Regions from separate parts of the Mus musculus genome. Here region 2 is linked to region 1. Evidence: chromatin contacts called from public targeted proximity ligation data. All regions are on one chromosome and are shown on one strand. The core of a region is the stretch at or near the end of the contact, and the rest is flanking DNA. Distances in the headings are between cores, read along the strand shown. Region 1 holds the start of Dagla (diacylglycerol lipase, alpha). Region 2 holds the start of Syt7 (synaptotagmin VII).

What was found.
Region 2: a targeted proximity ligation map of pancreatic cancer cells shows a contact between it and region 1. A contact is called at or near these places in 17 of 39 promoter capture datasets (the 3T3-L1 cell line, the HPC-7 cell line, cranial neural crest and 9 more), 4 of 484 Hi-C or Micro-C datasets (cerebral cortex, embryonic stem cells, erythroblasts and 1 more), 5 of 130 datasets of targeted methods (bone marrow-derived macrophages, embryonic fibroblasts, embryonic stem cells and 1 more) and 2 of 9 other capture datasets (adipose tissue and liver).

The regions. Positions count from the first base shown.
Region 1 is chr19:10,303,568-10,307,047 of GRCm38.p6, reverse strand. It overlaps Dagla (diacylglycerol lipase, alpha), which reads left to right and starts at 2,171. Exons shown (of 20, transcript NM_198114.2): 1 at 2,171-2,227.
Region 2 is chr19:10,386,986-10,390,797 of GRCm38.p6, reverse strand. Syt7 (synaptotagmin VII) reads right to left here and starts at 1,775. Exons shown (of 12, transcript NM_001373944.1): 1 at 1,285-1,775. The coding sequence starts at 1,315.

The sequences.
Region 1 (3,480 bases), core at 922-3,421:
GAAGTCATGGACTCCTTCCAGGAGTTCAAAAGCAGCTGCAAAAATAATGCCTGCAGCCTCTACCTGTGCTTCCTTGTTCCTCAGTCACATTGCTGAATTCTAAATAATTAACTAATTCCTTTTGTCTGTTTGGGGGTTGGTGATTGCACCCGGGATCTCATGTATGCTCAAAATAGAGCATTAGATGTTTAGTGTCTGATGGGAATGATCAAGATTGAAATCGCTTTTTCTTACCTTTCCCTTTCCCCTTTCCCCTAGTTTCACAATGACAATTTCCCAAACTTTCACATGCACAGAGATCCCCTGAGGGTTTTGTAATCAAGCTAAGATCTTGGGTCTGAGGCTCGGAATTTCTAGTAAGCTTCCCTACGGCATGTCCTTGTCCGTGTCACATACCTAGCTGAAAGAGTTCAGAGATTATGTTAGTAGCAGTGAATAATCCTGGTGTGGGATGCCCTACATGGGGCTCACTGATGCAGCTGACCAAGAACAGGACATCACCTTGAGAATCCCAGTAGTATTAGCCTCCCACATTATAGAACTGGTCAGAACTGGTTTGTCGAGGATTGGATACATGGGGATGATGATGATGGTGATGGTGGTGATGATGATGGTGTGTGTGTGTGTGTGAGTGTGTGTGCGAGTGTGTGTGTGTGTGTGTGTGTGTGTGTGGAACTTGTGTAGTTTTCTATGTGCCGGACAGCTAAGGGGTAGACTGTAGTAGACTATTTAGGGATGGCCACGTGGGCATGCTTTCTCCATTAGGAACTTTGGTGAGTAAGGAAAAGAGCTGATTTTGCAGAGTCCTTTCTGCCTGGCATCAGTTGATCTACCATGGTTCACAGGACCAATATAATTCTTTCTTCCAGGTGTCTGGGACTTTGAAGCAAGAGATATTATCTCCAACTGTGTGGTTTGAATGGACCATGACAATCTAGAGATAACGTCCCTGAACCCAGGCCTCCCCAGATTTCTGAACTTCCTGAGACATCGGGAGCTCCTCTCCAGGAATTCTTGAAGTGCTCATATTTGTTCCCCAAATCCATTTTCTTTACCTAAGCCAGAGCTTATCTTTGCAATAACCGTAGATGCTACCGAATTGCCTGGCGAGGGGCTGAACTCTGCAACGAGGAGAAGTCTGTCCCGGATGCAGGGTTTCACTTTCAGTCAGATGTCCACCTATGTCCTCCAGGCCTACAGAACAAGTCAATCATCCTGACGTCATTCTCAGAATGACGTCTGAGCCCAGGAAACATTTCACACGCTTGCTTTCTGCGTTACTTTCCTTTCGACCTCTCATATCTTTCTGCTCGACTTTGGAGACTTAACTGATTGCATCATCATGACCGCTAGATCCAATCTTACCTATGACCCCCTGTGCAGCTGCAGCTCTTAGCTTAGCCCCCATGTGACCTGATATCTCTAAGGGCAAGCCTGCTCCCACCCACTCCCCAGACTCAACCCAGAACACCAGCATAGCTGTGTCCCTGCCAAAAAGCAGCTTTCAGGAAGGCGAGTTGAGCGACTTGCGCATGAATGGATGGGCGTGTGTGAAGGAGAACAGGAGGGGCGATTTTCTTCATTTATCAGAAAATCAAAATTGATCAAACTCCCCTTTTGCTGTCAGGCACTATGCTGGGTGTTGAGGAGGGTGAGAGTAGGGGGGAAGAGGAGGACATAGATAAAGATGTGTCCCAACTCCTCAAGACGCTGCTAGGTCCCCTGAAGGAGGTGGAACCCATCTCTCTCCTTTCCTCCCCCAAACAAACCAGTTCTCCGGTGATCCTACTTGCTATTTTTCATCTCCCACGCTAAACCCTGTCACGCGGGACCTGAAGGAGGGGAACCCAAGCAGCTACCGTGCCCCTGTTCAGTGCCCACGGTCCAACCCCTTTCGTCTGCCCACGGAACCCCCGTGGAGGCCTCAGCCCCGCGCCCACCGCCCCCACGCGCGGGGATCCAGGGCTCCACCACCTCGGGCCTGCGCGCCTCTCCCCTCCCTGGCGCTAGGGGGCGCTGCCGCCCCACGGCCGTCGCCATGGTCACCGCTGGCGGCGGAGTGGGGTTTACGTAAAGGACGCAGCGTCCCCCGGGGGGCGGAGGCGGCCTTCGCGCCGGCGCCGGCGCCCTGCGGAAGCAACGTTAGTGAATAGGGGCCTTGGGGAGCCCAGGATGGAGGTGGCGGTCGCAGTGGCCGCGGCGGGCCGAGCCCTGCGGCGGGCCGGAGGTAAGGGGGCCCGGGCCGAGTCCCGGGCGCAGGAGCTCTGCGAGCGGCGTGGCGGGCTGGGCAATGTCCACTGCGCGCGGTGGCCGGTCCGACAGGTCCGCGGGCGGAGGTGCGGCTGCCACGCGCGCTCGTGGCAGGTGTGAGGTCCGCGGAGCCCCGGGCCACCGGCGTGGGGATGGTGACACGCATGGCACGGGCGTGGGCAACGTGGATACAGCACGGGCAGCGTGATTTTTCCTGGCGAGGGTGTCAGAAGACTCACCCCCGCCTTGGTGTAGCGGTGGCCGCCCAGGTGTGAGGAGGGTGCACCCTCTGTACAGGAGGGCGATGCACGCAGCTGGTGCTGGTGGGTGGCCAGCTGATGCTGGGCCGTGATGGTGCGGTGGGCATGGGTGTGAGAAAGTGCTGCCATTGCTTGGATGTTGGTTGGCATGGTTCTGGCCTTGGGCTTGACATGGTTTGGAGTGATGGTCCTGGGGGCTTAAAGAATCAATGTCCTGGGCATGACTAGTGGCTCCGGCCCTGCTGTGAGAAATGGCCTTGGCTTAGCGCAGTGCCCTGGAATGACTAATACTGTGAGGGAAGACAGGTGGCCCTCAGACCCTGGTAAATAAGAGGGTAAATACCCACCCTTACAGGGAGATCAGTAGGGGCGACGTCTCTGTCATGGGGCTCAGCATTAATGCCTGTTGGTGTGCTGGCCTTGGGGCAGAAGGCTGGAAGAAGGTTGGTGTTTTTTATGATGGATGAGAATAAGAGACACCATGTGTCTACCATGAGGTTCTTGGTTGCTGTCCCAGGTAGAGCTCTGCTCAGTTATGAACCTTTACCTGGCTCATGAGTCCTCCCCCATTTGGAGGAAGATGGGAGGAATAGGTGGTTCTCACTGGTGGTCCTTGTTTCTGATTATAGGAGACTCAGAAGGGTATAGAGAAGTAGCCCAGGCTACGTCGTCCCTGGGCCCTTCCTTTCACTTGGTTGATGGCGGTGCTACTGGGTTTCTGGGAATTGTATCTTTTGGGCTGCGTGGAAGATGGTTCTGTGGCTACTGGGAGTGTTTGGAGATTGCATATATCCTAACTAGTCTTCTGAGAAGCTTTGGAGAAGGTCCCCCATCTCTCTATCTCTTTCCTTCCCTCCCTCCCTCTATCTCTCCCCCCTCCCAGCCCCCATCTCCTTCCTCCTCTCATTGCCACATGATGTCCCACTTCACAGAGCATCAGTGGGCAGACCCCTAGAGACGTTGAAGACTT
Region 2 (3,812 bases), core at 526-3,025, 84 kb before region 1:
GGAGGTCAACCTCAGTGGACTTGGACTGCCCCTGGGAAGAAGACAGCAAGTGTGGATTGGGCATAAATGGGCAAAGCCAGTGTCCGAAAGCTTCCTGTGCAGAGCTTCAAGGACTTGAGTCCCCTACTGTGGAGGGTTTCGACTTGGCCTTCTTCACAGCACCTGCCTCCCCCAGAGACCCTTGTAGGGGAAACCCAGAGACTCTTGTAGGAGTAGGTCTTAGGCTGGAGCTTTTAGCCTTGGAGAGCAGCCCAGAAACAGACCCCGGAGGGCAGGAGGCGTGAACTAGCAGGAGTGGGGGTAGGGGGGTCCTGCTGGGTTTAGAGAAGTATCCCAGGTGGGAGCTGGAACTGAGCCTGGACAGGAGCTGAAGGAGACCTGTCTACAGGTGGGCACTGCGTGGGGGAGGCGGCAGGAGCCAAGGAGGAAATGGCAGAGCAATCTCCAGAGGAAGAAGGAGAGATTCCTGGCTTAGGCTCCAAGGATGCTAGATGGAAGCTAAGCCGACAGTGGGCTCGCAGGCCACTCCCTTTCAGAAAGGCAAAGGGGTGCGGCCCCCTTCCCCCCTTCCCTGGTAGGACTGGAGTGAGTTTGGTATTCTTTGCGTCCCCCCTCCCCAAGCTTAGGAGAACACTGCCCGCCGCCCCCATTGTCATCCACTGCTGCGCTTTCTCTTCAGGTACCCCTGCCTCCCCCTTCACCGCTCCTGCGGTTCCCCACCTCCCAGAAGCCTCTATCCCCCGCCGCTGCACCAGATTCCCACTTGCCCCCTGGAGCCCTCTCAATTCACAGTTGGCACCGCAGATGACACTCCGCTCCTCTGTGCCCACATCTTGGCCCAAAGCTGCCAGGATCTTCTTTGCCCTGAGGTCCCCCAACACTGACATCCCCGGGGCACTGGTGCTGGGGAGCAGGGGGTACCTCTGAGGGCACTGCCCGGCTCCCACGGGGACAGCAGCTCCTCGCTCCGCCACACACGTTGTCCTTGGGCTGCTGGGGGTGGGGGGGGAGGTCTTTGTGGGGACACTGCGAAGTCGGCCCCGGGCATCCAGCCTATCAATGTCCCGACTGCGGGGTTTGAATAAGAGTCTCTGCCACTAGAACCCACGCCCCCGGGGCACGGATGACCCTGGTAGAAAGGGGTGCAATTCGTGCGGCTCCAGCCGACAGCAGCCCCAGGCTGGGGCTCCGAGACGGCGCCCAGGCGCTGCAGCCGTCCTACCCGCCGGTGCGGGGCGCCCCAGCCCGTGCGGGGTGCCCCAGCCCTCGCGGGGCCGCGCTTACCTGGGCTGGCCGCCTCCGGGTCCCGGTACATGGTCCCCTTCGTCGCCGGCTCCCTCCGGGCTCCTCAGAGCCGCCTGCGGCCGCGCGCTTCTCTGCCGCCGCTGCAGGGCATGGGGCCGGGCGACCCCCGGGGGCGGGTCCGAGGGCGGGGGCCGCGCGGGCTGCACCGAGCCGCGGAGCCGGGGAGCGGGGGCCGCCCGCCAGCCCTCCGGGCCGCCCGCGGAGCACGCTGCCGCCGCCGCCGAGCCGCGCGGAGCCTCCTCCCTCTGGCCTGCGCGCCGCGTGTGCGCGCCGGAGCGTGTGTGAGTGTGTACGAGGCGATGTGTGTGTGTGTGTGTATGTGTGTATGTATGTGTGTGCGTGCGTGTGTGAGTGAGTGAGTGTGTGTGTATGTGTGTGTGTATGTGTGTGTGAGAGAGAGAGCGAGAGAGTGTGTGCGCGCCCGGGGCACCGCCGGCGCCGCCCGCCCGCCGTGGAGCGCCACGGCCACTGCCGCTGCTGCGCCCACTGTCGGCCGCGCGCTGCACTGCAGCCCTAGACTGGCCGCCGCCGCCCGGAGCCGCCCCGAGGGCACGGCCGCCGCCCCGCGCACCCCAGGCGCTCACTGGGCCCCGCCTGGAAGGACGGCAGAGCTCCACCGCTATGCTCGTCTAGTTTACGGAAGACGCGATCCATTCGGCCCGTGCACCACGGGTGGCGGTGGTGTCTCACGCCACAGGGTCGCCCAGCTGGCCACCTCCTCCGAGGTGCCCTCTGACTCCGCTCCGAAAGGCGTGGAGATCCACCCCAGATTTTCCGCTCGGTGGCTACTCGAGGGCGTTAGCTCGGGACAAGGAACAGCGGAGGGCCAGAGAAGAAGGGTTGGTGGGTATCAAAACCAGGAGTGGAGTATGTTGCCAGCGCTGGGCCTCGGTCTGACGGGCTTGTCTTTCCTAGAGCTGGCCAGCTGCAGGAACGAATAGGACTAGAATCTCCATCTTCCGTGGGGTACTAAGTATCAAGAACCTTCCCACTTATTCCAGCTCCAAGAGAGAAGAAAGCAACCGTTTAGCCCCTATTCATTCCTTTTCCGACCCCATTCTTCCGGTCCTTTCCCTTGACCCAGGGCACCCTTGATAAGAACGAAAACCCCCCTTCTCCTGTCAACCTTGAGAATATCTTGGTGTGCTCTCTGCCCCTGTATCTTTTCAACATTGTCCAAATAGGAAAGACTCTGTTTTTCTCTACACAATAGAGATTGTTTGATTCTGGGGCAGGGAGGAGACTTTTAAGACCCACGACTGAAACATGGGGATAAAATACCATGCCGCCTTGCACACGTCTACACAGGTACTCACTTCCCTGCCCCCAACACTCTCAAGCATACAAACTACCTAGGTCATGAAAAGCAATAGACCCCTCCTACGGTGCATGTCTTGCCATACCCTATACTGAAAAGGTTGAATGGCTAAGACAGCACAATCTTTGGGTTACAAATGTCAGCATTCCTCCTTCCATGCAGTTCACAAGTGAACCAGGCTTTTCAACATTGAAGGTTTCTGCTCCTCAAAAGCCACCTATCTGGCTTTATACTGTGTGTATGGCTCGTGCCCTGCCATACCTCCACCTCCCACACAGTACAGGCAGCCAGCACCCATGGGGATGAACCTTTGTTCCAAAAGTCGCTCATTGTGCTCGTGCACACACACATACAAAACACACACACCATTTCTTGGAACTCACATAGAAACACACACACACACACACATATTCACCTCCACCCACAGCTTTTCCGGTTGAGAAATAGATAAGGAAAATTCCCCAGCAAAACTTCTCTAAGACGGTTCTGGTGAAGAACATACTTCCTGGGATTGAAGAGTCTAATAAAACGGAAGTGGGGAAAAGGCACGTGGACAGTTGGGTCTGTATTTCCCCAGTGGCCAGAAATCTCAGCCCTCACTCTGTGATCAAGGACTGCTCTGTCCCCCATTCATCATGCACCCAAGAATTCAGGAGCTAGCCACAGCCTGTTTGGGGGGCCTAGCAAACTCTAGGAAGCCAAGCTGGGGCTCTAGGGTCTCCAGTTTTCATTCATCCCTCCTCCTAAATCCAGCCGCCTCTCTCAGGGCAAGAGTGCCTCATCTACAGGGCACCATCAGTGGTATGCAGAAAGGGCCCTTCTGCAGGAACCATCCTACTCCAGATCCCTCCCACCCTGAGGGGGGGGGCAGCATACTCCCTTGCCATTGCAACCTGACAGGTCTTTTGCCGGGCAGCTAGAAGCTCCCAGTTTCTCAGAGCCGATGAAGAGGACATCAGAGAGATGACACAAGCCACCTCCTCAGGTGACAAATGGTGAAAATCAAGCCCCTAGAAGAGATCCCGGGAGCCCAATGCAGCCACGGAAGCTGCTTAGAGGATATGGAGAAATTCTTGGTTTAAATCCCAGCATTTTGCATGCCAGTCTGAGATCCATGGGTAGACCTTTCCATTTGCTCCCATCCCAGGACTTGCAGTGTCTCTTAAAAAAAAAAAATCAACTCCAACTC